7 separate regions of the Mus musculus genome follow, and regions 1, 2, 3, 4, 5 and 6 are each linked to region 7. A link is a contact called in public Micro-C and promoter capture Hi-C data. All regions are on one chromosome and are shown on one strand. Each heading gives the region's core, a stretch centred on a gene start, on an enhancer-like site or on the middle of the called end of the contact. The rest is flanking DNA. Distances are from core to core; before and after follow the strand shown. Region 1 holds the start of Calm1 (calmodulin 1). Region 2 holds the start of Atxn3 (ataxin 3). Region 3 overlaps Cpsf2 (cleavage and polyadenylation specific factor 2). Region 4 holds the start of Fbln5 (fibulin 5). Region 5 overlaps Trip11 (thyroid hormone receptor interactor 11). Region 6 holds the start of Nrde2 (nrde-2 necessary for RNA interference, domain containing). Region 7 holds the start of Ccdc88c (coiled-coil domain containing 88C).

Evidence for each region. Promoter capture Hi-C pulls out the DNA fragments that hold promoters and counts their contacts. A called contact is a pair of places that touch in the nucleus more often than the background predicts.
Region 1: a contact with region 7 is called in a Micro-C map of the G1E-ER4 cell line, with 3 times the contacts expected there. The contact joins the promoter of Calm1 here to the promoter of Ccdc88c in region 7. A contact is called at or near these places in 4 of 39 promoter capture datasets (the C10 cell line, embryonic stem cells, liver and 1 more), 4 of 484 Hi-C or Micro-C datasets (the G1E-ER4 cell line and embryonic stem cells), 4 of 115 datasets of contacts at active chromatin or transcription factors (embryonic stem cells, large pre-B cells, memory CD8 T cells and 1 more) and 1 of 9 other capture datasets (pancreatic islet).
Region 2: a promoter capture Hi-C map of embryonic stem cells shows a contact between it and region 7, with 3 times the contacts expected there. The contact joins the promoter of Atxn3 here to the promoter of Ccdc88c in region 7. A contact is called at or near these places in 12 of 39 promoter capture datasets (the 3T3-L1 cell line, 3T3-L1-derived adipocytes, the C10 cell line and 9 more), 2 of 484 Hi-C or Micro-C datasets (B cells and the N1E-115 cell line) and 6 of 115 datasets of contacts at active chromatin or transcription factors (astrocytes, embryonic stem cells, fetal liver and 2 more).
Region 3: a contact with region 7 is called in a promoter capture Hi-C map of hematopoietic stem and progenitor cells, with 6 times the contacts expected there. The contact joins the enhancer-like site here to the promoter of Ccdc88c in region 7. A contact is called at or near these places in 5 of 39 promoter capture datasets (hematopoietic stem and progenitor cells, liver, pre-B cells and 1 more) and 1 of 115 datasets of contacts at active chromatin or transcription factors (embryonic forebrain).
Region 4: a promoter capture Hi-C map of liver shows a contact between it and region 7, with 7 times the contacts expected there. The contact joins the promoter of Fbln5 here to the promoter of Ccdc88c in region 7. A contact is called at or near these places in 8 of 39 promoter capture datasets (the 3T3-L1 cell line, 3T3-L1-derived adipocytes, cranial neural crest and 4 more), 1 of 484 Hi-C or Micro-C datasets (embryonic stem cells) and 2 of 115 datasets of contacts at active chromatin or transcription factors (embryonic stem cells and fibro-adipogenic progenitors).
Region 5: a contact with region 7 is called in a Micro-C map of embryonic stem cells, with 5 times the contacts expected there. The contact joins the enhancer-like site here to the promoter of Ccdc88c in region 7. A contact is called at or near these places in 9 of 39 promoter capture datasets (the 3T3-L1 cell line, 3T3-L1-derived adipocytes, the C10 cell line and 6 more), 1 of 484 Hi-C or Micro-C datasets (embryonic stem cells) and 1 of 115 datasets of contacts at active chromatin or transcription factors (stem cell-derived neural progenitor cells).
Region 6: a contact with region 7 is called in a promoter capture Hi-C map of embryonic stem cells, with 4 times the contacts expected there. The contact joins the promoter of Nrde2 here to the promoter of Ccdc88c in region 7. A contact is called at or near these places in 11 of 39 promoter capture datasets (the 3T3-L1 cell line, the C10 cell line, HPC-7-derived erythroid cells and 7 more), 2 of 484 Hi-C or Micro-C datasets (the G1E-ER4 cell line and embryonic stem cells), 3 of 115 datasets of contacts at active chromatin or transcription factors (acute myeloid leukemia, embryonic stem cells and large pre-B cells) and 2 of 9 other capture datasets (adipose tissue and embryonic stem cells).

What each region holds. Positions count from the first base shown.
Region 1 is chr12:100,198,133-100,200,832 of GRCm38.p6, reverse strand. It overlaps Calm1 (calmodulin 1), which reads right to left and starts at 1,398. Exons shown (of 6, transcript NM_009790.5): 1 at 1,117-1,398. The coding sequence starts at 1,119.
Region 2 is chr12:101,956,981-101,959,680 of GRCm38.p6, reverse strand. Atxn3 (ataxin 3) reads left to right here and starts at 1,438. Exons shown (of 11, transcript NM_029705.3): 1 at 1,438-1,547. The coding sequence starts at 1,524.
Region 3 is chr12:101,993,458-101,996,157 of GRCm38.p6, reverse strand. The region is part of intron 8 of Cpsf2 (cleavage and polyadenylation specific factor 2); the gene reads right to left. Among named protein-coding and RNA genes, the nearest start is that of Cpsf2, 19 kb to the right of the region's middle. Within about 2 kb of position 1,382, at least 56 of the 459 cell types and tissues checked have an H3K27ac peak or open chromatin away from gene starts, as enhancers often do. A contact at or near this core is called in hematopoietic stem and progenitor cells, where this site is marked.
Region 4 is chr12:101,817,705-101,820,404 of GRCm38.p6, reverse strand. Fbln5 (fibulin 5) reads left to right here and starts at 1,286. Exons shown (of 11, transcript NM_011812.4): 1 at 1,286-1,671. The coding sequence starts at 1,655.
Region 5 is chr12:101,861,522-101,864,221 of GRCm38.p6, reverse strand. It overlaps Trip11 (thyroid hormone receptor interactor 11), which reads left to right. Exons shown (of 21, transcript NM_028446.1): 16 at 1,530-1,629. Among named protein-coding and RNA genes, the nearest start is that of Fbln5, 44 kb to the right of the region's middle. Within about 2 kb of position 1,436, at least 6 of the 459 cell types and tissues checked have an H3K27ac peak or open chromatin away from gene starts, as enhancers often do. A contact at or near this core is called in embryonic stem cells, where this site is marked.
Region 6 is chr12:100,158,251-100,160,950 of GRCm38.p6, reverse strand. It overlaps Nrde2 (nrde-2 necessary for RNA interference, domain containing), which reads left to right and starts at 1,298. Exons shown (of 14, transcript NM_001290303.1): 1 at 1,298-1,411. The coding sequence starts at 1,348.
Region 7 is chr12:101,027,531-101,030,230 of GRCm38.p6, reverse strand. Ccdc88c (coiled-coil domain containing 88C) reads left to right here and starts at 1,340. Exons shown (of 30, transcript NM_026681.5): 1 at 1,340-1,459; 2 at 1,895-1,995. The coding sequence starts at 1,400.

The DNA of each region.
Region 1 (2,700 bases), core at 149-2,648, 830 kb after region 7:
TCGCATCTGGCAATCCAGAGGCGGCAGAGAAAGCGGAAACGTACAGATGGGCATCTCCCTGCCGCCCAGGGAGCAGCGAGAGACAAGGGGCATGCCGGGCGAGGGGCCGCACTAGGGTGAAGACCCAAAGGGGCCCCAGGACCGTGGTGCTGCCTATCTCCAGCACCTCCCACCGCTCCTGCTCCCCCAGGCACTGAGCCTGCCGCCGCCTCCTCCCCAGCAGAAACTTTGCGTCTCTAATGGAAACCGAGGAGCGCGCCAACTCTCTCCTCCCCCGCCCTGCCGCCCCAATTAGCGCGAGCCGAGCACCTCCCGCGGGAAGGGGCCTCCCCGCGGACACGAGCGATCGCGCCCGTCTCGCGCGGCACCGGGAGGGGGACCGAGGTCGCACGGCCCAGCCACGCGCGCGGCCACCCTGCGGGGCCCCGCCCGGGCGCAGGGCGGCCGCTTCCGCCCTCTCCGCCCCCCAGCCTTCGCCTTCCTGCCCCCAACCCCACCCTTCCCCGGCTCCTTCCTTCCCAGCTCACGCCCGCGCCGCGCCCCCCGGGAGGAAGGAGGGGACCGCAAGCGAGGGGGGACTCCCGACTGGGCTGGTCAGGGGGTCTGAAGGTGGCTGAGGACACCCCGAGGCCGCGGTCCAAGCCCTGTACGTCTCCCGGCTCGCCGCGACCCATTCATTCTCCGCGGTCGGGGACTGACTACCGGGACGTCGCGGCCTGCCCCGCCCGGCTCCCCCGCCCCGCTGGCCCCGGCCGAGGCGCTGCGCTGCAGGCAGCCCGGGTGCGGCGCGTTGGATGCAGTGGGTGCGGGGCTGGCGGAGGGGGTGGATGCGGAAGGCCCCGGTGCAGCTGTGGCAGCGGCTCCAGCCCGCGCACAGCCCACTGTAGAGTCCAGCCCCAGAGGCGCCCAAAACTCAGAGGAGGTTCTCTGGCAGCCAGAGCGGAGATGCAAACCCGAAAATACATCCCCTTTCACTGCAGCTGCTGCGTAACACCTGGCAAAATGGGGTAGGGGGTAACCTCAACCAGGAAAAGGGGGAGACCCCAAGACTCAACTACAAATCTGTTCAGAAAGCTCGGGCAGCTGCTACGTCTGCCACTGCCGATCCCAACCTACCATGGTGCGAGCGAAGGAAGGAAGAACGGAGCAGGCGAGGGTGGCTGCACCAGCGCAGGGGCTGTGACCGCCGAGGTGCCTCCGCTTCTGCTGCTGCTAACGCGCTACCTGCGTTGTGCGCTGAGCCTCAGCCGCCGCCCGACTTCGAGTAACGGCACCACGGACACGAGACTCCCAGCACCACTGCCGTAGCGCGAGCCTGTGTGCCGCGATATATATACGGTGCGCGGTATCCCTCCGCCGCGGCAGTACCGCCTCGCGCAGGGCGGCGCTGCGGCAGCCGGACCTCACCGCAAGGCTCCGCCCCCCAGGCGCGCCCGGCGCGGCGGGCCCATTACGCGGGCAGGGGTCACTGGGGAGTCGGAGACCTGAGCGAGGGTGCTGGTCTGTTGCTGCAAGAGTCCTCTAGAGCTGGAATGCCTGCGTAGCGAAATCTGGGGGGCCGTCCCGGGCTTCCAGGCGCGTGTCCGTCACTCAGCCCCACTTCACCTGTGTGTCCCCCCTCCCACCACTCCTGGTGGCTTCGAGGTTGCAGAGCCACCAATCCTGGGTCCCCCACAGGGGAGGACCTGGAGGAGATCTAGGGGCTGAGGACAGCCGCGGGGAGGCGGAATCCAACCTTAGCTGTAGAGGCGAGAGGACTGTGTTGAGGACACGGTGGTTGGCCTTGGGGAAGAAATTGGTCAGATAATGTTACTTTTCTCATTTTGGAGAACTGTCCGAGGCACAGTTAGAAGCTCAGTTGCTAGGTCTGTGTGGTGTTGACACGCTCAACCAGTCTAGTTTTCGTGTTTTTACATACCTACTAAAATTTTAAAGATGCTTGAAGAGTTGTCCCTTGCTAGGTTTGTTCCTTATTTCCTGTGGCAAATTCTATTAGGCCTGCTTCCAAAATTAACGTAGTGAGCGGCTTATGTCGCCCTCAGAGCCCACGCTTTTGAGTTTTTCCTAATTGTCCTGGTCCTGGAAATTCATAAATTGATATATACAAAGAAGGGGAAAGATACACAGGATCACTCTGATTACAGCTGGAACTTGTGCAGCCAATTGATTCTAGTAGGGTGCTCCACTATCTTAATTACAATCTTAATTATAGTCCTTAAATAATGTTTTAACCTTTAAATTTACTATTCTTTGTTCTTCTGTAAACTAGGGTGGGGGTGGGGACAGGGACGACCAAAAACTGTTTCAGGTCTTAGTTTGGAGCCTGGAACTTAAAAGAAGAAGAAGAAAATCTTAACAAAATGCTGCAGTTTCGTTTCTTGCCAAGACAAAGCGCAGAATTTGATCTTTTGTTTGCAAGGCCAGGACAAGCTGCAGGTTGTTTCTTCTTTCAGAAATTGTGGCAAAATGTGTGATTAGCATGCTCCTCTCTGGAAAGACTAGTTACCTTTCTTTTCTGGCTTTGTCAAAGTTTGCAGATAGGTGTTTTAAAAGATTCAAAAATGTCCCTGAACATTGCAAACGCCAGAGGACTTCTTAGGATCACCTCAGACAGTATGTCAGCAGCTGTGGGACTGCGCTTCAATTTGTTCTTCCTAGAATGCTACAGAAAGGGTTAACCTGCTGTTTAAGGAGAAGCTG
Region 2 (2,700 bases), core at 189-2,688, 930 kb before region 7:
TTCTAAGTCTTCATCCAAAGACTGCTAGTGGAAGACTGACTTCCAGGCAACTGGGGTGAGAGTCTTAAGCCCACACCCACCGTGACACACCTACTCCAGCCAGGTCATACCTATTCCAACAAGGCCACACTTCCAAATGGTGCCACTCCCTGGTCCAAGAATATACAAACCATCATAAGTACCTTTAGTTGCAGAGATATTTAAGCTCAGTATTTTCTAAATTAAAAGCCTTTTCTTCTCTTCCCAAGACCCTACTCATTCTGTAAAGTATTTCTGGTTGGAGTATCACTTCTGCTTTACATGGTACCTAGAGCAGAAACCCACAAGTCTTTCCTAACAATACCCCCATCCCACCCCAGTCCCTCATCAAAGTCTTCTGTTTCCTAAAGCTTCAAAGTGGTCTCTCTCCATTCTCAAATCACTACTGGAGTCCTGACCACCAGAGTCTCTTCATTTCTCCCCAAATGCCTTTCAAGTATTGTTCCCCAGTGATCCTCTAAAATCCTAATTTGACCCCATGTCTCTAGTTTTAAAAATCTTTAACCGCCTGTAGCTTTTTTTTTTTTTTTTTTTTTCCCGGTAGGGAGGTGGTGGACAGGGTCCTCCTATGTAACCCTGGCTACAGGCTGGCATAGAGCAGCTGTCCTCCAACACAACATATGCCTTCCTTACCTTCAGGTACAATGAGCCTTTAGGAGACTGGGCCTTTGCTACATTGAAGAACCTAAAATGGTTCCACCATACAAGATACAACGCCCAATACAACGCTTAATCTTTGTCAATCCCCCCCTCCCCACCCCCATCCCCTGCGCGAGCCACTCAATATTTTGCTGGATTTTTCACTTCCTCACCAACGCTTCCTCCTTCAGAGATGGCGTATTTACCCCAGGACCTGATATTCATTCCAACAGCCAACTATGTTGGACAGTGTGCTGTGCTAATTTCTTCGTACCTACATTTCTTTATTTGTATAATATTACAAAAGACACACACACATCAAAAAATGCCGTATTAAATTGCGCTTACAACTGGACTATTCTAAGTCAGTCCTAACTAAACATTAGCTATAGTTTTTACACAAATATTAGGTATGTGGAGAATGCCTCTTCTGGAATGAAGTCTTCAGTGGGAGAGGAGTTGCTCACATAAAGATGAGGAGAAAGGACCAAAGAAGGTGGAGATGGAAAAAAAAAAAAAAAAGAAAAAAAAGAACCTAAAACTTGGCTGCGAGGATTCTCTTCTAGAACCCTAGAATCACAAGATTGTCCCGCGTAGAGAAGTTCCTCCGCACAGCAGGCGGCGCCGCAGCATCACGCTTGCCGCGGGGAGGACCAACGCCGCCCAGGTCACGTGTCCCGTGCTCCCGGGTTCGCGTGCCTCGTGACGTGCGCCCGCAGTAGTGATTGGTTGGCGAGAGGCACGTGGCTAGGGCGGGGCGGACCGGGGCTGAGGGGTGGGGCCGGGGGCGGAGCTGCTGGAGGGGGCTGCTCCGCGCCGGGGCCGTTGGCTCCAGACAAATAAACATGGAGTCCATCTTCCACGAGAAAGTGAGTGTGGGCGTTCGGTGGGGAGCCGTCCTCGGCTCGGCGGCGGGCGTGGGGAGCAGCGACGCCGCTTCAGGAACTCAGGCGGGGCCCGAGCGCCCCCATCCCGACCTGGCTGGGTGAGGGGTGCTTCCTGCCTTCTCCCCATGGCTCCGCTCGTGAAGCCTCCCGCATGCGTTCCCGGCACCCTCGCCCTAGAAGACCGGGCGGGTAGCCTGGGCATTTCGGGGGGCTTCACCCGGAGGATTAGCGCGGGCGTTCCTTGTCCACTTGCCACACCTTTTCGGGTTTCTTCTCTCTTCTCTCTTAGGGTCTAGTCTAGCGAGTCGCCTTTTCAGCACCTGGCGGACCCTTCCCAACTCCACCCACGCCCCCTAACCTGTCCTCTGGCAGATCCAACTTTCTCTCTCAACTCAGTTCTATAATGGAATGCTCCATGCATTTAGATCTTGATTATCCATCCCACGTCTTTCTGCAGTTGTGACCGTGGCTTTCCCATTAAAGGGCCTGACACTTCGGAAGTAAAGTAGGAAACCCCGGAGGGAAGTCGTCATAAGAGTTTTTATTACGGGGATGTTTGGGTTGTTCTCCCATTTTTCCGGACCAGGAGGCCAGCTTTGTTTTTAGGTATTATGGATAGATTAGAATCGTTCTACTGTGTGATTTGGCTTAGTCTCTTCCTCACCTTAATTCCTAAGTGACTACGCTTAAAAGTATTGCTGTGACATCTTGAGAAACTGGTCTATGTTCGCATACAATTATCAAGTCATTTGGGTGTTTCTCGGACAACCATGTTTCATAATCATTTTAGGTTTGGAGAGGGTTGCTAGTTGAGACTATTATTTCGTTGGGAGCAAAGGCCTTTGTTTTTATCACTTGTAAAGGAGCATTGACTCATAGTGTTTAAAATCCACGCACAACAAAAAGACAAAAATGATGTGAATCTAAGGACGTTGTTAAATGAAGTGCTCTTAAGAAGACATTTTGAGTGTTTTGGAACTGGAACAAGTTAGTTTGTGACAGGATTTCTTGTAGCCCAAGTTGGCTCCAGACTCCCATCGTCCTGTCTCTGCCTCCTGAGAGCTGGCTGGGATGATGGCCACGTGCTATGACTGAGTGAGCTCCCCCTCCCGGCCCCCTCCCCACATTCATTTGT
Region 3 (2,700 bases), core at 133-2,632, 970 kb before region 7:
AATGCCTCCATGAGATCCAACTGTAAGGCATTTTCTCAATTAGTGATCAAAGGGGAAAGGCCCCTTGTGGGTGGGACCATCTCTGGGCTGGTAGTCTTGGTTCTATAAGAGAGCAGGCTGAGCAAGCCAGGGGAAGCAAGCCAGTAAGGAACATCCCTCCGTGGCCTCTGCATCAGTTCCTGCTTCCTGACCTGTTTGAGTTCCAGTCCTGACTTCCTTGGTGATAAACAGCAGTATGGAATTGTAAGCTGAATAAACCCTTTCCTCCCCAACTTGCTTCTTGGTCATGATGTTTGTGCAGGAAGAGAAACCCTGACTAAGACAGGTACATTACAGTGTTTCCAGCAGATATTATTAGCAAACTGTCAGAAGATAATTTGCTAACAAAAATTAAACTGTGCTTGTCTTATGACATAGATCTTCCTATTTCTAGAATTCAATCTACTAAAAGAGATGTTTTTAAAAAGTATATAGTAGTAACATTTAAAATAATAAGAACTGGGCAAATTCATCAACATGCAACAACTGAATTAGCAGTTTTTATCATCAGAGTACCTTGAAAACTAGAGAATCCTTGGGGCTGGCGAGATGGCTCAGTGAGGAAAACACTTCACTGCCATGAAGGCCCCGTAACCTAAGCTCCAACCCTAGAACCCACTGTGCAAGGAGAGAACCAACTCCAGAAAGCTGTCCTTGGACTTCCATGAGTGCACCATGTGTATATACACGTGTATATACATAACGATTTAAAAACATAAAGAGACCAAGGGGCTCAGAGGTTGAGGACTGACTGCTCTTCCAGATGATCTGGCTACAATTCTTGGAATACACATAGCAGTACACAACTGTCTGGAGGCATACCCTCTTCAGGCCTCCATGGGCACGAGACATGCACGTGGTGCAGACATATAAGCAGGCAAAGCATCCACATATATAAAAGAATAAGAAAACAGTTAATGCAAACAGAGCCTAGATTTTAATTTGTGTGTGTGTGTGTGTGTGTGTGTGTATATGTTGGGAGATCATGAACTAGAAAGGGGATCATGGGAAAGGCAGAAGAGATATGAAGGGAGAAGTAGAGACAGTAATGGGATAAGCTTGGTAAGAGCAGAAAGAGGAACTATTTTGAGGAAGGAAGGGAGCGAGTGTGGGCAGGGGGGAGAGCAAAGCACAGCAGCTCATGTGTAGATGAAAATGCTATAATGAAACTCACCACTTTGCATGCTAACCTAAAAATTATTAGCAATTTTTCAATGTCAATTCACAAGGAATCAATGCAACATGTACTCCTGGGCACTCTTGGACAAAACTGGAACACGTGACTTAAAAGGACACTGTTGTACCAACCGGCTAGAGTTGGCAGGGTCAGAGTTTATCTCCTTTTTTCTGTGGCTCCTGTTTCCACATCATACACTGTAGTACTATCCAAGGTAAGGCAAGGCTAGAATAACTGCTATTTCTTTCAAAATGTGTGTGTAATGCTCTGCTTGTGTGATAAAGATGTGATACAGCAAATCCAGCTAAAACCCTGACAATTGGGTAGTTGAAACATTCACGCTATTTTTTTGCAACTTTTGGTTAAATTTGAAACTATTTCAAAATAAAAATTAAAAATTAATTCCAAATTAAGTGACAAATGCTCACAAATGTGGCATCTCACATTTGGCTAGTAGCTTACTTGAAACATGATTTAAAATTATAAAATGTTAGCAACTCACATAGATACCTTGCCCACAAATTTTAAATAAGTATTTAATTCCTTGATTTAACTTGTACCTCTTGTTTAAAAAAAAAAAAAAAAAAAAAGTTTGTCTTGGCCTCCTGGTTGGTTCAAACCTGTAATCTCAGAACTCAGGAGTCTTAGGGGGAAGAATTTAGAGTTTCTGGCCAGGATGAACTAACTATGTAACAAGACCCCATCTACATACATACATACATACATACATACATACATACGTCTGTTTTATATTCCAGTTCAGATATCTGAAATAACTGCTGTATTAATAAAGCTTCCAGAAAATCGGCCCTAAGATATATTGCTTCTACACTTGCACTATATCATTCCAAATTATGCTTTTTTCCTAATCTAGCCTAATTCCTTAATCCTAAACTTCCAGTCTGTTAATTGTTTTAACATTACTATTTTAAGATTACTGGGTTTCTTCTTCTAAATGATCAAGGCTTAGGTTTCTCAGACACTGTGTGTTCATGAAAAGTCAGACTCCATAGTAAACGCTGGTGTGTCAGTGACCTGGCCTGGTAGGAACTCAGCCTTTGTCATTGTGATGGTAACCAGCAGATTAGGATATTAGGCACTAGTCTGGCCACTCAGAATATGAAAAAATTTCCTCTTCTTCTGGAACTTTATTCAATTTGGTGGCAAAAGACAACAATAAAGAATACTTGGTAATAAAAACTAACAAAAATAATACAAAGTTGTACCAACTAGATAGTTGTAGCTGAGGCCCTTTAAACAGACTGAGAGGACAAGGAGCCAGCCAGGGTAAATCATGCGATTCTCCTACAGGCAGAACTGCTAAGGATAAGCAGTGCACTGAACAGTGTGTGTGGAATGTGCGTGGGTCAGAAGATTGGTTGCTTGCTGAGCGCAGTGGTATATACCCTTCTATCCCAGTACTTGGGAAGAGGAGGCAGGCAGATCTCTTTGAGTTCAAGGCCAGCCTGGTCTACAAAAACAGC
Region 4 (2,700 bases), core at 37-2,536, 790 kb before region 7:
AGATTCTATTAGAACTATAAAGTATATTAGAAAGCCTGCAATATCAGTGTGTGAGGAGCCTCTTCAGCATTTTAAAACATGTTATAGCACAACATCATGAAACTCAAGTCTATGTTCCTTACTGTACGAAGTGCCTTGGCCAGAAATTACATCAGGTACTTGAGAGGTTCTTTTGTACTCCCTCCCAGTCACTGCCGACTTTGAGCTTTAGACAGAGCAGCAGGCCAGGGTGCACACTTAGAGGTCTAGCTATTTTGATGGGTTACTCTCATTTATTTCCCAATCTGAAATTCTCTTTATTTCGCCCCTTTAGTGCAGAACTGGTGGACTTGAAGGGTTTTTATAATCCTAGCTACTAGAACAATGGACGGGAGGTACTATCTCATGAAGGAGATGAACCTAAATGTAGTTTATTCTTAGCCATTTCATACGCCCATAGTAAATAAATCAGGTCAGTTGACCTCTGAGCTTCAGCGGAATCAACAGCAGTCTGGCTGCTCTAGTTCAGTCTAACGAGATTTTAGAGTAAGAGTCCGTTTCCTTAAAACAGTGTTAGAAAAGAATAGGATGTAGGCTTCAGAGACTCGCTGGCATCTCTGAGAGCCATGAGGCAGTGGGGAAGTCACTCGACCCCTTTTATTCCCACCTCCAAGGAAACTGAACCAGTTTCTACTGTACAGAGGCATATGGGGGGGGGGGGGACTCTGCCCCTTTGCTTTCTGAACTGTAGGTCGGGCAGTTGAGGGTCCAAGAGAAGGTTCAGGCAAGGAAGGTCTTGCGGTGTAGCAGTCTGGTCGTCGTGTCTTTTGGAGAGCAGTGTCTTTGGCACTTTTGCACTTGATAGAGGGTTCCAGAGCTATGAAACGAAAGGGAGTGGGGCGGGGCTTCCAGGGCCCAAGTGTAGCCCACCATTCTTTAGGCTTTTCGCTGTTGACTTTTACAAATCACCTTTCTACTTTGAAGGCCAGAAACAGCAACAGCAGCAGCAACAACAACAACAAGCTAAGGATAACGAGGTGAGGGCGGCCAAGGAGAGTTCTCAGCCATTGCTTGCTCTTCCTGGTCCGCCCTTACCCCCACATCCCAGCTTAGGGGTACCACGCTTGTTCCAGCCCGTGATTTAAGCCTCGGGTTCCCAATTGCTCACGCGTCTTTCGTCCGTGAAGCCGCCTTGGTGTGAGTTCAAGTTCGTGCTGCCACAGAGCCTGATGACACGCCCCCTCGCACGCGCCCCGCTCCGCCCTGGGGAGGCCGGGCGCCCCCCAGCCCCGCGCTCTGACGGGCTCCCCTCCCAGCGCCGAGCACTTGGCCCTGGCAGACGCCCCAAGATTGTTGTGAGGAGTCTAGCCAGTTGGTGAGCGCTGTAATCTGAACCAGCTGTGTCCAGACCGAGGCCCCATTTGCATTGTTTAACATACTTAGAAAATGAAGTGTTCATTTTTAACATTCCTCCTCCAATTGGCTTAATGCTGAATTACTGAAGGGGGTTAAGCGAAACCAGGTGCCGGCGGCGAGGGCTCTGCAGTGGCTCCCAGCACCCGGCACTGTCCCGGCCCTCCGCGCTGCCCGCTCGGCCCCTCCGGAACCAAGCCGCCCCAGTCCCACCGCAGAGCCTGCCTTCCTCGCGTCGCTTCTCCTCCCGCGCATCTTGGATATGCCAGGATTAAAAAGGTAGGTTGGAAGGCGCCAGGAACTGTCTCCAGGCTTGAGAAACCTAACTCCAGACCTGATGGGTGGAAAATAGCTATGGCTGAGATTCCGCCTGTGTCAGGGCACTGGAAAAGACTTTTAGCTAGTGATGCAATGACCCTGTTAATTACAAAAAGCTGCGCCCATCTCAAAGTCTTCGTTTGGGAGTGGGGATTTTTCTAACAGCGTCAGGAGTCAGCATCTCGAGAGAGGCAGCAGACAACCTCTCTAGGTCATTTCTCTTTCTTTTTGGAAAGGGCAGCAACGTTGTGCGCAGTTTATAAACTATCACACTACATGTTTTTTAAATTTGGGAGACTGCTGACTACGGCACCAGCAATTGCTTTGCTGCAACGGCTGTGAGACAAGCAGAAGTCTCCGAACACTTCTGTCTGCGTTTGCTCTATGTGTGTGATTTACAGAGGGAATGGGACCTAGAAGTTTCGAGCCAATGCACAGTGGACTCTGCAGACAGAGACGCATGTAAGCAAATGTTTTGCTGTTCTTTGCGGAAATTGCAATTCCAGTCAAGTAATCCTTGAGCCTTGAGGAAGTTTAAGGATGACATCTGTTCTCCCTTTCTCCAGTGTCTCTTGAAAATATAGCTGCCCTGCATAGATCTACACACTTTCTCTGTGTGTGTTTGCATGTGGGAGGGGTGCATGCATGCGAATACAAACCGAGCCTCATTATGGTAAGCCATAGTTAATATTACCATCCCACATCTCTGACCAGCAATGTCTGTCACTGACAGACAGTTGGAGGGTCTGTCCTCCTCCTCCTCCTCCTCCTCCTCCTCCTCCTCCTCCTCCTCCTCCTCTTTTGGATGGTGGACCCAGATTCAAAAGAAAAGGGTTGAGACAGTTTCTCCTCCCCAGTATTAATTATACTTCAATTTTGGTATGATTTCTTTCTGGAAAGCTTCTCTGTTAGCCTAGAGATTATTTGGCCCCCAGGACCCAGCCATAGCTCTTCCAGGAGGCTGGGCTTGGAGCTGGCCAGCCCTGGTCT
Region 5 (2,700 bases), core at 187-2,686, 830 kb before region 7:
AATCAAAAACAACCCTGAAATTCTATCAGAATGCCCAAGGCCAAAAAAAAAAAAAAACACCCTTCAAGTGACAGCACATGATTGCAAGGATGTGGAGCAAAAGGAATACTTCTCCATTGCTGGTGGGAGTGCAGACTAGTACAACTACTCTGGAAATCAGTCAACTATGAGAGTGGTTTTGATGGTGCGATGACAGGGTAGTTCTTCTGACATTTAGTAGGCTAGGGATTATCAAAAGTATATTTATTGTTGGACGTGGTGGCACATGCCTTTAATCCCAGCACTCGGGAGGCAGAGGCAGGTGGATTTCTGAGTTCGAGGCCAGCCTGGTCTATAAACGTGAGTTCCAGGACAGCCAGGGCTATACAGAGAAACCCTGTCTCAAAAAACCAAAAAAAAAAAAAAAAAAAAAAAATTGTAATTTATTGAGAAATACTGTATTGCAAATTTAAACAGGGAGAACAAAATATTTTACAATAAACTCTTGACTATCTGTGCAGTCTAGAAGTAAGGTGGATTTTAATCTCCATTAAACTCAAACTATAAGAGTAAAGGAGAGGGCTGGTGAGATGGCTCAGTGGGTAAGAGCACCCGACTGCTCTTCTGAAGGTCCAAAGTTCAAATCCCAGCAACCACATGGGGGCTCACAACCATCCGTAACAAGATCTGACACCCTCTTCTGGAGTGTCTGAAGACAGCTACAGTGTACTTACATATAATAAATAAATAAATCTTTAAAAAAAAAAAAAAAAAAAAAAAAAAAGAGTAAAGGAGAGCCTGTGTCCCTACAAAGGGGTTAAAAGGCTAGTAGCCAGTAGACCAATTTGAGACCTCATTTTCATTGCCCAGAGAACAAAGGGTTTCTGTCTTGTATAAGGCACTTGCACAAACTGATGGTGAGACAGTGAGGTAGAGATACACAAGCTCTGAGTACACTGAGTTATCCATACCAGTGTCAGGGCCATACTTGTTCTTGTGATCATGTGCCTGATGCTGCTGAGAGTTCCTGTGCATTCTTGTTGATGGTGGGCTTCATTTAACAAGTGGGGGATTTGCTTATGTGTTAGCTTACAAAAATTTAAAAGAACAAAACCATTTGTTACTGAATTTGTTGACTGTATATATCTTTTAAATGGTTTATCTTGTTACTGTTACTTAAAAAATTGTTATCTTTTAGTAGCATCTTTTTTTTTTTTTTTTGAGACAGGGTTTCTCTGTATAGCCCTGGCTGTCCTGGAACTCACTTTGTAGACCAGGCCGGCCTCGAACTTAGAAATCCGCCTGCCTCTGCCTCCCGAGTGCTGGGAGTAAAGGCGTGCGCCACCAAGCCTGGCCTATAGCATCTTTATTTAGTTTCTGTAAAAGGGCATGGATCCATTGTAAAGGGTTATGAGGTCAGTAGGTTGCCCATGGCCACTGAGGTGCAGCTTCGCCACTGGCTGAGCTATTGATTGATTCTGAAGCACCTCCCAGCCCAGTAGTTGGCAGGACACTTTGCACACTGTTTTTAATAAGCTTTCCTCCCCCAGGAACGTTTGGATGAAGCAAATGCTGCACTGGATTCAGCATCAAGACTTACAGAACAGTTAGATTTAAAAGAAGAGCAAATTGAAGAACTTAAAAAGCAAAGTAGGTCTTTTTTCTTTGTTCTCTCTTACCGTGCTTCTGTTGACTCTGGTGTGCTCTTCTGCTCTACCTTGGCACAGCTGAGTGAGGCAAGGTTGTTGGACTTCAATTGCTTCAATTTGCATCTGAATCTAATGGAATGAGAGTCATTCGGAGAGCCTGGCTGTCCAGTCAGCTCTCCTGGATAGTGAGCTGTGACTTTGTGTTGCCTGTCACCTATTGATCAAGGGGGCTGATTTGACTGATCCAGTTTTTATGGTTTTGTCTTCTTGATGATAGTTCATGGTACAGCTGATATCCAACAGGCTAGAGAGGGCACATTCTCAGGTGAGGTACTGGGTAACTCTGTGAAGTTACACTCAGTGGCTAAGTTGTGCATGGCCTTATCCCCAGGCACTCAGTACACTTGGGTTTGGTGCTTGTAAAGTTTCCCAGTTCTGTCCGTTCTTTAAAGCTGATGCCTCTACTCATTATCAACTGAACCTCAATGATAGGGTGGGTCTAATGGCATCATTAAATCTAATTCTTGTTTAGGTATAGCCAGGGGCTTGAAGCTTTTCTGGGGCTGTGTAATTAGTAATGATTTAGAGAGATTGGGTAGGTGGTAAGAACCTAGGAATGCATTGGCTGAGATGTCTCTGTTGCCATAGCAGTAACACCTCTGTTAAGAAATTAAGAAATATATACCATGTATCACAAAATGGAGATCAGAAAACACAAAATAGAAGTAGCTGGAACAACAGAGATGCTGTTAAAACAGGGACAGTGATGTGGACACTCAGAAAGTAAGCCCACAAGAACCACTGGCCCACAGGTACAACCTAAATAATTCAGCCTAGATCCCCCAGGAGACCCCAAGTGAACACAACAAAATAGTAATAAATGCAAGGGAGTTGGCATCACTGGGATAACTTCACTCTGAGACATTGTTCTGAGTTTTGATATTATATGAGTTGATTAGCATGGGAACTCTGAGTCTCACGTAGCCCTAGAACTAGGCAGCAGGGGACCAATGGAGTGTGCATCTGTTGTGAACAGGCGCCCTAACAAAGGCTTAGTGCTTAGTCTTTTCCT
Region 6 (2,700 bases), core at 49-2,548, 870 kb after region 7:
CCTGAAACTTGCTTTGTTGATCAGACTGGCCTCAAACTCACAGAGTGAGTGCCAGTGCCTCTGACTCCAGAGTGCTGAGATTAAAGGTGAGCATCATCGTGCCCTGATGCAGATATTGATTTAATCAACTGAGATAACTTCCTGTCAGGTTTGGCGGAACTTGAGATTTACAGTTGAAGACAAGTGGATTCTACTGGCCTCCTTTTTCCAAGTACTTTTAGGGACCTGAAAACTTGGACATTTATTTTGGACACACACAGTTTACATGGTACACACAGTTTACATGGTACACGGAGCTGCTTGGATAGGTTTCCATCCATTCCTTTGTTTAGATGATTAGTCACATCTCTGGGTTTAGCTTTTTTTTTTTTCTAAACTTTATTTTATTGTGGTGCCCTGTGCACTTGGAGGTCAGAAGACAACTTTGTGGAGCCTGGATGAAACTCAGGTATCCATGCTTGCTTGGTAGTACCTTTATTATTTAAGCCATTTCATTGGCTCCTGCACCCAACCTTTTTTTTTTTTTTGGTAGGGGAATCTCAAAAATACTTTATAGGTAAGTATATGCATTTATTGTCAAAGACCTTTATCTTATTGGGACTTTGTACTCTTCTGTATTCCTAGGGTATTTAAAATGACAACTTATATTTGGATCACTTACATTTTGCCGTGGAACTTGTCACATCTCACATAGAAGCTAATTTTTCATTTCTTTTCTTTCTTTTTATTGGCTTTTTTTGAGACATCGTCTCTATACAGTTCTGACTCTCATGGAAATTACTATGTAGACCAGCTGGTGTCGAACTCACAGAGATCCACTTGCCTCTACCACTGAGTGTTGGGACTTAAAAGGGGTTTGCCCCCACACCCAGTTTAAAGCCACCTTTTAAATGCTTCTTATGGGTGAAACAATTGCAATTTGTACATGTATATGTGTACGTATACATACACTCACACACACAATCTTGCAGAGGAGGAAAATGAATCTTACAGAATTTGATTACTTTGATCCAGTTTAAAGGAGGCAATGTGCTTTTACCAGAGGAGCTGAATTCCAGTTTCCACACCTTCCCCCCTCCCAACTTCCTCTTCCGGTTCCTGCTTGTCCATTGTTCAGTGAAGCCGGAGGGCACTAACTACAAGGAAACTGTTCTTCCTCAATCTCACCCTCTTCCCTCCTCCCCTCTCTACCCTTTGGGTCTCCGCACCGCCTTGCCCAGGAGTTAAGCCTTAAAGAGTGCAGGAAGAACTACATTTCCCAGAGTGCCTCGCGAGTCACCGTCCTCCAACCAGAGCTCTCCAGACGGCGCCATTTCTGAGGCAGGAGTGGTAGTGCGGCCTGTGATCATGGCGCTGTTCCCGGCTTTTGCGGACGTAAGTGAGGCCTCCGGTGATGGGGCATTCAGGAAAGGTAAGCACCCCAAAAGAGTCGAAAAAGACATCCATTAAATTAATGGCAGATTTTCGGGCCTGGGTCATGGCCTTTTTTCTTTGCTTTGTTTATCCACCTGTATCCCAGAGTTCTCCGCGGCGCTGCAAAGCCTTCTGGGTCTTGTCTGAAGTGTAGGGCCAGAGGCTCTTTCAGGCGCTACGGTGGTCAAGTAAGCGGAGGGGAAACTAAGCCTACGATGATGTCTGGCGCTAACATTACCGTATTTTTGGACTTCATTCTCCTAGAAGCTGCAATGATACAACTCCATTGCAAAAGAAACCCTCTTAAAATACTTGCAATTGTGGTTGGCGTAATTCTGATTTTTCCTTACTAAATTGTAACCGTCAACAAATTCCGAGACTGTCTATTCATTGTAGCACACTTATTAGAAACACAGGCCCAAAATATAGACGTATTCAATAAGTGTGTCAGGATTGATAATGCAACCTGTTGCATGAACGAAACTAAGTAACAACAGCAACAAATCAGTATAAGGTAGTATGCTACAAATGTCATAGATGAGCCACAGTCAACCATAAAAATGAAACGTTCAGAATTTTGGAATGGTCTTCAAGAGGATATGATTTGTATAGATAAGAATTCAGGGACCTTCAAGGGGCTGTGGAAGAGAAGCATGGGATTAGAGAACTGGGTGCGTATTTTAAATGCTAAGACAAGTGTCAGCTATAATGAAGTTAACCATGGCAGGTAAATGCAGAAAATACATCTAATACTGAAAGTGTACGGTCAAGTTGAAGGGCTGGCAGTGGTGGCATACACCATTAATTTCAGCACTTGGGAGGCAGAGGCAGGTGGATCTCTGAATTCAAGCTCAGCTTGATCTACGTAGTGAATTCTTGGACAGCCTGGGCCACAACATAGAGAGACCCTAATCTCAAAAAAGACCAAACCAAAACAAAATATAGTTAAGAAAATTAACTATATATTATTTAACTATGAGTTACTGTTCAGCTTTCTTTACGGTTGGTTTGCTTATAGGGATCCAAAAGAAGTCAGAATTCTCTCTCTCTCTCCTTTCTCTCTCTTCTTTCTCTCTGTCTTCCTTTTCTCTCTGTCTTCTCTCTCTCTCTCTCTCTGAGAGAGGGGGTGTACTGGCTGGTTTTGTGTGTCAACTTGACACAAGCTGGAGTTATCACAGAGAATGGAGCCTCCCTTGAGGAAAGGCCTCCATGAGATCCAGCTGTAAGGCATTTTCTCAGTTAGTGATCAAGGGTGGGAGGATCCATTGTGGGTGGTGCCATCCCTGG
Region 7 (2,700 bases), core at 91-2,590:
ATGCAGTCATCAACTTCATTATGTAGCCCAGGCTAGCCTGGAACTCAAGGCCCTCCTGGTTCAGCCCCACCAAATTCTGTGATTACAGGAACCAGAACTGACTGCCATGGCCTGAGACAGGATGTCATTGAGCCCAGGCTAGCTCTGAAGTTGTTATGTAGACAAGGATAACTTGAAGATCCTTTTGCCTCCATCTCCCCAGTACTGGGGTTACAAAGCTGTACCATCATTCCCACCCCACTTTTTTGGGTAAGATTTGTTTTACTTTTTATGAGTTTTAGTGTTCTGCCTTTATGAATGTATACCATATGTATGTCTGGTGCCCTCAGAGGCCTTGAAATTCAACTTAATGATAGTTGCGAACCATCCTGTCAGTGCCGGAAAACAAGCCCAGGCCCTCTGGAATAGAAGCAAATGCTCTTCATTGCAGAAGCCCCCCCACCTCCACCCTTTATTTGTTATTCTGACTTCCACATTTCTTGGAACCTTGCCAGTATACTGGGGGCTACAGTCTATTTATTAACAGGCTTTCCAACCAGGCAGAACTGTAATACCACATGTCATCAGCAGATGTCACATCCCTAATACGTGAAAAAGCTACGCTGCAAAATGACTAGCCAAAGGGTAGTCATTGAGTACCTGGTGTGTTCTCCCTAGGAGTGTGCCAGGGGCTTCGGGTTAACATTCCCGCATCGCAGTGAGGATTAAACTCGTCAAGACAAGAGTACATGCAACAATGGCCCAGCTCGGGGAGCGAAGTTATTACCAGGAAGTGGTGAGAACGTGGGGCTGCAGGCCTCCAAGCACACAGCCCCCGCCAGCAGGGGGCACGGCGTCCATCGCGCTGGGAGCCCAGGCTCAAAGCTGCCGCTGCGCACTGCGGCCGGGACGGGCTCTCCCGCACGGCGTGCTATGGTGGAGGGAGGGTAGAGCCATAGCAGGGGCGCACACGCGTGGGGCGGCCACACCGCCAGCATCCATCCTGAAGGAACTTCAGGAAGGGAGAAGCCGGGGAGTCGGCAAAGCAGATGCACTGATGCGCAACCCTGCAGTCTGAGGCTTACACCAAGCCTCTTCCTCTCGGGCCCAGGTCTGCGCGCGCAGGCTGCACCTGCCCGCGCACTCGGGCCGCCACGTGCTGAGGCCCCGCCCCACTCCCGTCCCCGCTCCCCCAACGCGCACCCGGCCCGGTGCGGCTCCTCTCCGCTAGGCTGCGCAGGGCACCGGGCGACCGAGGAGGGACCGCGTCGCCCCTCCCTCCCCCTCCTCGCCCCCACCTCTCGCTCTCCCCGGGCGGGCGGGGCCGCAGCCGCGCACCGTGGGCTCGCGCCCCGCCTTTGTCTCCCGCGCCCGCCGCCGGCTGCCGGAGCCGCTTTGTGCGGCGCGGCCGCGGCTCAGCATGGACGTGACGGTGTCGCAGCTCGTTGAGCTGTTTCTGCAGAGCCCTCTGGTGACCTGGGTGAGCGCTCGGAGCGGCACCGGGGACCGGGAGGCTCCGTGTCGGGTGGGCGTCCCCACGGCTTCCCACTCGGGAACGCGCACCTGTTCCCGGCGGCCGTGGGGGCGGGGAAGGGGGGTGACCCCTCCTGAAGCTCAGAGACCCGCGGTAGGGGCGCAGAGTGGGACCGTGGACCGGCGGGCTGAGCGTGCTGCCTTCCTGTGCGTCTGAGACGTGAGGATTTTGTTGAAAAGTCCTTTTTATTTATTTCTCTATTTTCCTCGCGTTCTGGGACGCTGGAGAAAAGTTAGCCAGAAGTCCTGTCCGGAGGCGGGAAAGGACCGCGGTTCGGGAAGGGTAGGCTTGCTGCCTGCGAAGAGTACCACGGTGGTTGGTGACCTCCCTGGCCTGCCTTGTCCCCCAGCGTCAGACCAACATGCTTTTGCCTCCCCGCAGGTGAAAACTTTTGGATCGTTTGGAAGCGGCCACCAGGACAACTTGACTCTGTACATGGATTTAGTGGACGGCATCTTTTTGAATCAAATCATGCTGCAAATGTAAGTTGCCTCTTCAGAGAGGATACTTTAAGAAACCTAAGATTGTAGCGTGAATGCCGGATGGCCAGGGAGGGATTCCGTTCAGGTGGGCCGTTGGACCCCCCCATCCCCCAGCACCTCATTCGAGCTAAGGAAATTTGCGGTTGACTCATTTGTAAACTCGGGCACTTGATGGTAGTCTGAGTGCTGACACCAAAAGTCCCTTTTCTTTTTGGAGGGACACAGAACTGTAAAGAGGGTCTGGTTGGTTACAGGAAATGTCCGCTGGGTCTGGAGCATCGCGGTGTGAACGCAGTTTCACTGTGGCTTGGGAACTGGGCTTCTGAATCTCCTTCTCTTCCCAATTGTTGGGGCAGATGCAGTCATTAATCGTCCTTGTGTGAATTGGGTTTAGAAGGCACACAGGCAGGCAGGCAGGCTGGCTGTTTAGAACGTTTGCTTGGGCTTAAACAGGGTCTCGTAGATACTACTTGCCGGCCGCACCTCTGACCACATCCGTTGTGGAGTTCTGCAGAGCCTGTCTGTCTGACATCTTAGCACCACTTAGGTGTTGGCTCCTACCCCTCCATTCTGTGTTTAACTTAGAAGCTTCGGGGATCCTATTGGAAGTGAGTGACAGTATGAGTCACAGGCACTTGGAACAAAATAAAACTGGATCAGCCTTTACATGTACCCACTCAGCTGGGACTGATGGAGGTGTCACAC